Linked DNA regions of Mus musculus: region 1 is linked to region 2. Evidence: chromatin contacts called from public HiChIP or PLAC-seq data. All regions are on one chromosome and are shown on one strand. The core of a region is the stretch at or near the end of the contact, and the rest is flanking DNA. Distances in the headings are between cores, read along the strand shown. Region 1 has its middle 60 kb from the start of Gm39170. Region 2 has its middle 7.4 kb from the start of Gm31111.

Region 1 (3,396 bases), core at 88-2,587, 200 kb before region 2:
ATAAAGTGACAGGGACATTGTATCCCTGGTGGCCTAGCACTGTTGTGTTGATGGATGGTCCTGTAGTCAGGCCACCTTCTAAATGTTCGTGTTTATACCTGTGGGTTAGTGTGACGCCCAGCCTCCTCTGAAAGGCTTCTTTCAGCAGAGGATGGTGGTCCATGAAGAAATCCATGATGATCGATAAGGATGGTGGGATGCGGGATGCTCAGCCCTAGCTCAGACAGCTGTGACACCCTGCCAAGTTCCAGGGAACATCGTGGAAGACTGGGCAGAATGAGTAAAAGAGCCAGAAGATGGAGGCAGGGTGGCATGGAGCAAAAAGAAGTCTTCTAGACATGAACTCGCTGAAGTTGTGGATGTCTGCACAAGACCCGTCTAGGACTGAGCCCAGCAAATGGATTTCATCATAATGGAGGAGGGGCTCGTGGGGCTCCATCATCCTGAGGGGTTGTTGGCAGGTAATGGTTGTCGGAAGCATCACTTTCTTCAGAAGTGTAGCCTCTGATGAGTTGTTCTTGCTATGGTAAACAACCCCCTACCGCCTGTACTCAGGCAAGGAACTCTAAACCCACTGGCCCTCACACAGGGAAGGCATGAACGGGGGAGGAGGAGGAGGGCTTATGGGATAAAGAGGTTTAGGTGGGAGAGGAAAGGGATGAGAATGGGAAATGAAGGGTCCAAATGACTAAACTTCAAACCAAAAAAGAAAATATATATATATATATATATATATATATATATATATATATGCCAGTGATTATGTATGAGATAGATCCACAGTCATGCAAAATGGATATTCTAAACTAGTCTCTTTTGAAACAGTAGATGTGGGTCTGAAGGCATGAGTTCTAAGAGCAATGTACTTTCTGTAAGGTTTATTGAAACAAGATTTTTTTTTTCCTGTGTGAGTCTGAACCATGCTGTTGTTTGGAAGGAAAGGGGTCACTCGAGAGGTGGAAGACAGGAGAATGTGAAAGGCAAGAGCCACCCTAACAAAGGAGTCAGAGCTTTGGGGGAAGCTGCCCCTACAGGAGGCTTCCTGGGTAAAACCAGATTTTACCAAGCAGCTCAAGCAGCTACAACAACAAAGCGAAGGGAGGTCTCTCTTGAACCTGACAGTCCCACACACTTGCTTCTTAGCACCCTTGTTTGAAAGACAGCAGGTTTGAAATCTGGCGGCAGCAGCCAGCCCTTCATTTTGGGACGAGTGTTCCAGAGAAGATATTCCTCCTGATGATTCGTAGGAGATGCCAAAGGCAGACTGCCTTGTGACCCTCTATGGACATCACAGATATTTTGAAATGTCGCTTTCCTGCCTTACAGTTGAGTTCCTCTTTCAAGTGTGGAACAGCAAGTGCCACCACCCACAACAACCTTCCCCACAGTTCTGGACCCTTCAGCTCCAAGTGGGCTGAATGAGGTGTTGGAGCCTAACCCCTCCCTCTGAGCCCTAGAGCCAGTGTTCTGGGTGGTAGAAGATTCTAGATAACTTGGGAATTTAACCAGAAACCTAGAAAATTTGCTCTGTCCTCCATCTTTTTTGTATATTTTAATGTGATTTAAATTATGGAAGTCATAATTTAACAATAAAACTCACCCATAGGCATCAGACCAACATGTAAACTTGAGCAATAAGAAACCCCACACAATGAAGACTCCTGAGTTCACTTGCGCTGAAATCTTCACATAATTAGGATTGTTGACCCAGCAAAACTAACAAAAAAAAAAGTGTTCCTCTAGGTTTGGGACCGATGCCCACACCCTTCTATATTGTGACTGTGTGTGTCAAATGATAGATTCCTCAAGGGGAACAAAAATCCAGCTGAATGGGGTAGCTTTGGTTTAGGGCTGGGGACTGCTGATGTTACAGGAGGGATACATACACCCACCAAGACAGCAATGCCTGGGGGTAAAGGCACAGCGATAAACCACTCCGGAGAAGTTTCAGAGAACAACATCTGCTTTATTGCACACGAGCAACCACTTACACAGTGGAAGCCTATCGACGATGAAAATGAAGACAAATGGATCCCAGGAGCTTGCCAGCCTAGCCTAGCCTACTGTCAGAGACTGACCTTGCTCAGAGGGTGGGAGGAAGGAGAAGAAGACAGGTGTGGGGAGAGGATGGTGTCTGAAGAATAATACCCAAGGTCCTCTGGCCCTCAACACACACACACACACACACACACACACACACACACACATACACACACACACACACACACACACAACCTTTGCTTTCACCAAATGAACTGAGCAGAGGCCCCCTGGTACCTGCTGTACCTGAAAAACATAGCAGGACATGGCCTGGTAACACCCTGGAGCCAGAGCCACCAGCAGACACTGCCATCACTTTAAGGAGAAAGGGTGCATTCTGACACCATTAGTGAGCGAATTCTCCAAACTCCCCTGGAGCCAAGGCTTTGTTAACAGTTTCCAATGTGTGTATTTATTTACAGTTTTAGGACACCTTCTGCAATATCAGGAATCCCTAACCCAAGTCCTTTATAATTTCCAAATGCCCTTAATGCTTCCCAAAGCCTTGTCCCTAAAGACAAGGCTCTGTGACCCAAAGATCACTGTCAGGCCAACAGTAGAGTCATTTGGTACACCCAACACAGGAGGAGGCTGTTAAGCATCCTCTATTTGCAGACCTGCCTGTCACTGGATCGACATTTTTTTGAAAGCAGACTGCAAATAACCACTCCGTGCAAGAAAAAATGAAATCAGACACTGGCCCCTAAGAAGCAAGCTTCCCACATTACTGTTTCACATGCATCTGTGAACTGGGTCCCTCCCATGTTGGTTCCCTGAGTTACATACAGTGAACTGTGTCCCTCCTGTGCTGGTTCCCTGAGCTACAGTGAAATGTGTCTCTCCCATGCTGGTTTCCTAAGCTACAGTGAACTGGGTTCCTCCCCTGCTGGCTCCCCATCCTGCCAGCTACAGTGAACTGTGTATTTGTTTGCTGTAATCCTTTCCGTTCTGACTCCATAGTTCTCCTTCTCTTGGTGTTAGAAGCTGTATAAACAACCTTATCTTTTTTTGGCTGGAGTTTTATAAAAAGCACACACGTAAGCCCCTTTCCTTTCTCTTCAACCCTGGCTCACTCACTATACTGTGCTACATTGTGTCAATTTCCCCGGGCTATTCTGCAGGGCTCACGGAAAAATACAATGTGGTGGGCTTGCTAACCTGTTGGCAGGATTGGGGATGGATGGCTTGTGAACACTGTGGTGTTACCTAAGGTCAACACCAACTGTACTTCGTGCCACACAAGGGCAGATACCATTTTCACACAGCAGCTTCAAGTTGGACACCTGGGAGTCAAGTCTGGAGTAGCCTACAGTAATTTGCTGAACCAACGCCTAAGCAACTAATGGCACCTGTAAG
Region 2 (3,476 bases), core at 159-2,658:
GGTTTCTGCCAGTGAGTACAGTGGCCAGAGGGACCAGCAGAGGATAATGATCTCCTGTAGCTGGAGCTACAAGTTGGACCTCAATCAGTCCTCTACAAGAGCAACAGGTGCTCTTAACCACTGAGTCATCTCTCCAACATTTATATCTTAACTAGCATTTCTAGTTAATCTGACCTCTTATTACACAGTCCACATTATTTTTGTTTTAACCATCATCATATCATTATTAGCATCTCAATTTTAGGGTGTTTATGGAGAAGGAGCGTGTCCTTTTGAGTTGCTTTCACAAAACTATCAAGTACGGAGAGGAAGCATAGTGACTCACAGAGACTCCAGAATCAACAAACTAGGACATGCATCTTAAGCCCCCGACCCACCCATTTCCTCAACAGTGTCTTTTTATAAAGAAATGTATGCCCACTTTGAGTCACCTTTTTTGAATTTTTTAAAGTATGCTAGGCAAGTACTCTACCACTGAGCCCACCGCACTCACCCTTTAGCCCATTTCAATCTGAACTGGATGGGAATTGTAGTTCCTTAGAAATTACACCACACGCGCGCGCGCGCGCACACACACACACACACACACTTTCAGTTTTCCCTAAGTAGTATCTTCAAGACACATTAGTAGTAATAGGTTTTAAAAGATTAGAAAAAAAGGATTCCAGGCCAACACTAACAAAATCCTTAAAAACACCTGGTAAAGAAAGCACGCATACGTTTGCAGAATAAATTATCTGACAACTTATCTATAGTATTTTTATTTTTCACTAAAATGTCCGTGGTTTAAAGGGGGTGGGTGAAAGAAAAGAAAAGAAATGGTCACTAAACCACTATAACTCAGGATTGCTGGCCTGTCTCACTGATGATCTCTGACAAGTCCAAGGACTCGGCTGAATGACAAGAACAACAGCCAACCACCTGTAAGAGGACTGCCTGAAGGCGGAGCCAACGCCTCTCCCAGAAAGCAAGGTCTGTGCACACCAGAAAACGGGACAGATGCCGCCCTGTTATGGCTTGCTGTCCCCCTCTCCTCCCAGAAAAATACAAGCTAGTCCCAGTGACCTCCCAAAAAGACCCTAAATCCAGTAGTCAGCAAGGTTACTAACACTCCGGAAGTCCTTCGCAGGAAGTAAGGCTGCGCGGGCGGGGACACGATGCATCCTGGGAGATGTAGTCCACACTTGTGGCGCGCAGACGCAGTGGTAATGCAAGGTAGGCGTGCAGAACCCTGTGCGAGTTTAGTTTTCATTAATGATGTACTTTAAAAGGTATCAAAAAAAAGTCAGGTACTGGGGCCTAACGGCCTCGTTTCATATCACAGGGACAATCTATGAGTTCCTGCTAGACAGGAAGACTCGGTTTAGGAAGACAGTCCCTATCTAGTGGATCTGAAATAGATTGAGATAGCCCCCAAGTGGACAGTGAGGAGAAACCACATCTGTGCTATCAACAAACAGGTTGTTAAATCCAGGGAGGCAAGCCTTCCAAGGAGAGAAGTCCCACATCAGTCCCACTCTCTTTGAAATATAAGACTGCTATTGAAAATGTGTGTGTGTGTGTGTGTGTGTGTGTGTGTGTGTGTGTGTGTGTGTGTGTGTGTGCGCGCGCGCGCGCGCGCCAAAATCAAGATTAAAAAAGGTACCATCTGGAAGCTTAAACAGCAGAATGTTAAGATTAAGTTTTGGATCAAGAGATTACATTTCTGTTTCATGCATTTCATTATTTGGAAGGATAAAGAATCCCTTTTAGGTAGACTATGTCAAATGTAAAGCAAAGCATGTAGAATACATATTTTATACACCGGATATTTTCTACCATGTTATTTGAACATAATTTAAATTCATTCTCTCTCTCTCTCTCTCTCTCTCTCTCCTTCTTCTCCTTCTTCTTCTTCTTCTCCTCCTCCTCCTCCTCCTTCTTCTTCTTCTTCTCTCCTCCTCCTCCTCCTCCTCCTCCTCCTCCTCCTCCTCCTCCTCCTCCTCCTCCTCCTCCTTCTTCTTCTTCCCTCCTTTTTTTCTAATGGAACAACTCAGGAAAAAAAATTCTTTACAACGTGAATTCTAATTGTTGATAGCACTTGAACTATTAAGGATTTGTTAATATTATGTTTGTACTCTATGAGTTTGCTTAACTTGTTCTTTATTTCTTGTGTATTTTTTATAGATCCTTTAGGATTTTTTTCTTAATATGGACAACCTCGTCATCTTCAAATATAGTCTTTTTTATTTTTTCCAGCATGTGTGTTTTATATACTTTATTGCCTTGTTGCAATAGTTGGGACAGAAATGAGGGCAGTCACTACTGGCTTCTTCCTCGGATATAAAGAGAGAGCCGTTCAGTCTTTCCCAGAGGACTGGGTATTGACTATGGATTTGTTGTTATTGTTTCTCTGTTGTTATTGTATCTCTTTTACAGATATCCTAGGGGTTTTTTTGTTGTTTTTTTGTTTTTTGGTCTATTTTTAGGTTTCTGAAAGTTCTGAAAGTTACCGTCTAAGCTTGGTCAAATTCTTTTACTTGAAATGGTGGTGTGCTTTTGGGGTTGTTTTTGTGGTTGGTAGTGTTGATGTTGATTGACACACTTAGTTATATTGCTTGGTTTTTCAGAGTTCAAACAGGTCTTTCATCCCTAGGTTGAACACGGGGTAATGTTATTCCCATAAAATAAGTTAGAAGATACTTCCTCCTCTTTTCGTTCCTGTAGTTGTTTATGTACAATTTGTATCATTCTGTCTCCTGTTGATGCCATGGTTCTTTTCATGTATCAGTTTTGCTAGACTCACAGGACCCAGATATTTGGTCAAATGTTATAAATGTTTCTACTGAAGGTTTTTTTTGTTTTGTTTTGTTTTGTTTTGTTTTGTTTTGTTTTGTTTTGAGTCCTTTTGGTCTGTTTTTCTGCAGAAGTCTAATCTGTTATCTAAGCTTGGGGATTACTTTTTGTGACAGGGTCTCTTAATTTAGTTCTGGGCGATCTGGAACTCAGTAAGTAGATCAGGCTGTTCTCAAACTCGCAAAGATATACCTGCCTCTGTCTTCTGAGTGCTGGAATTAAAGACATGTGTCACCATGGCCTGGCCTAAAGTTTGAAGCTTTTAAGGTGGAAGATTTTCATCTACTACGTGGTCAGGTTTTTGTTTATTTAGTTTTTGTTTGATTGTTTATTTGTTTTGATTTTGAGGGTTTTGTTTTGTTTTGTTTGTTTTGTTTCTTTGGTCAACTGAACACAAGCCAACCTTGAGTCAACCTGGGAACAGGGAACCTCAATTGAGAGTACGCCTCTATCAGATTGTCCTCTAGGCAAGGTTGATGGGCATCATATTGATGGGTGATCAGAATGCGGAGGCAGCCCTACTGTGTGATCCTGGGCAAGCTGAGCAAGCCATGAAGAGCAAGCCAGTTAGCTGCACTCCTCCCTGGTTCTGTCCTGACTTCCCTCAATGATTCACTGAGACCAGGAAGCCAAACAAAACC

The links. HiChIP or PLAC-seq counts read pairs in DNA pulled down with a chosen protein or histone mark.
Region 1: a contact with region 2 is called in an H3K4me3 HiChIP or PLAC-seq map of bone marrow-derived macrophages, with 6 times the contacts expected there. The contact joins two enhancer-like sites. A contact is called at or near these places in 5 of 484 Hi-C or Micro-C datasets (bone marrow-derived macrophages and liver), 6 of 115 datasets of contacts at active chromatin or transcription factors (bone marrow-derived macrophages, embryonic stem cells, large pre-B cells and 2 more) and 1 of 9 other capture datasets (bone marrow-derived macrophages).

Annotation. Positions count from the first base shown.
Region 1 is chr8:46,888,377-46,891,772 of GRCm38.p6, reverse strand. No RefSeq gene overlaps it. Among named protein-coding and RNA genes, the nearest start is that of Gm39170, 60 kb to the right of the region's middle. Within about 2 kb of position 1,337, at least 46 of the 459 cell types and tissues checked have an H3K27ac peak or open chromatin away from gene starts, as enhancers often do. A contact at or near this core is called in bone marrow-derived macrophages and microglia, where this site is marked.
Region 2 is chr8:46,684,678-46,688,153 of GRCm38.p6, reverse strand. No RefSeq gene overlaps it. Among named protein-coding and RNA genes, the nearest start is that of Gm31111, 7.4 kb to the right of the region's middle. Within about 2 kb of position 1,408, at least 439 of the 459 cell types and tissues checked have an H3K27ac peak or open chromatin away from gene starts, as enhancers often do. A contact at or near this core is called in bone marrow-derived macrophages and microglia, where this site is marked.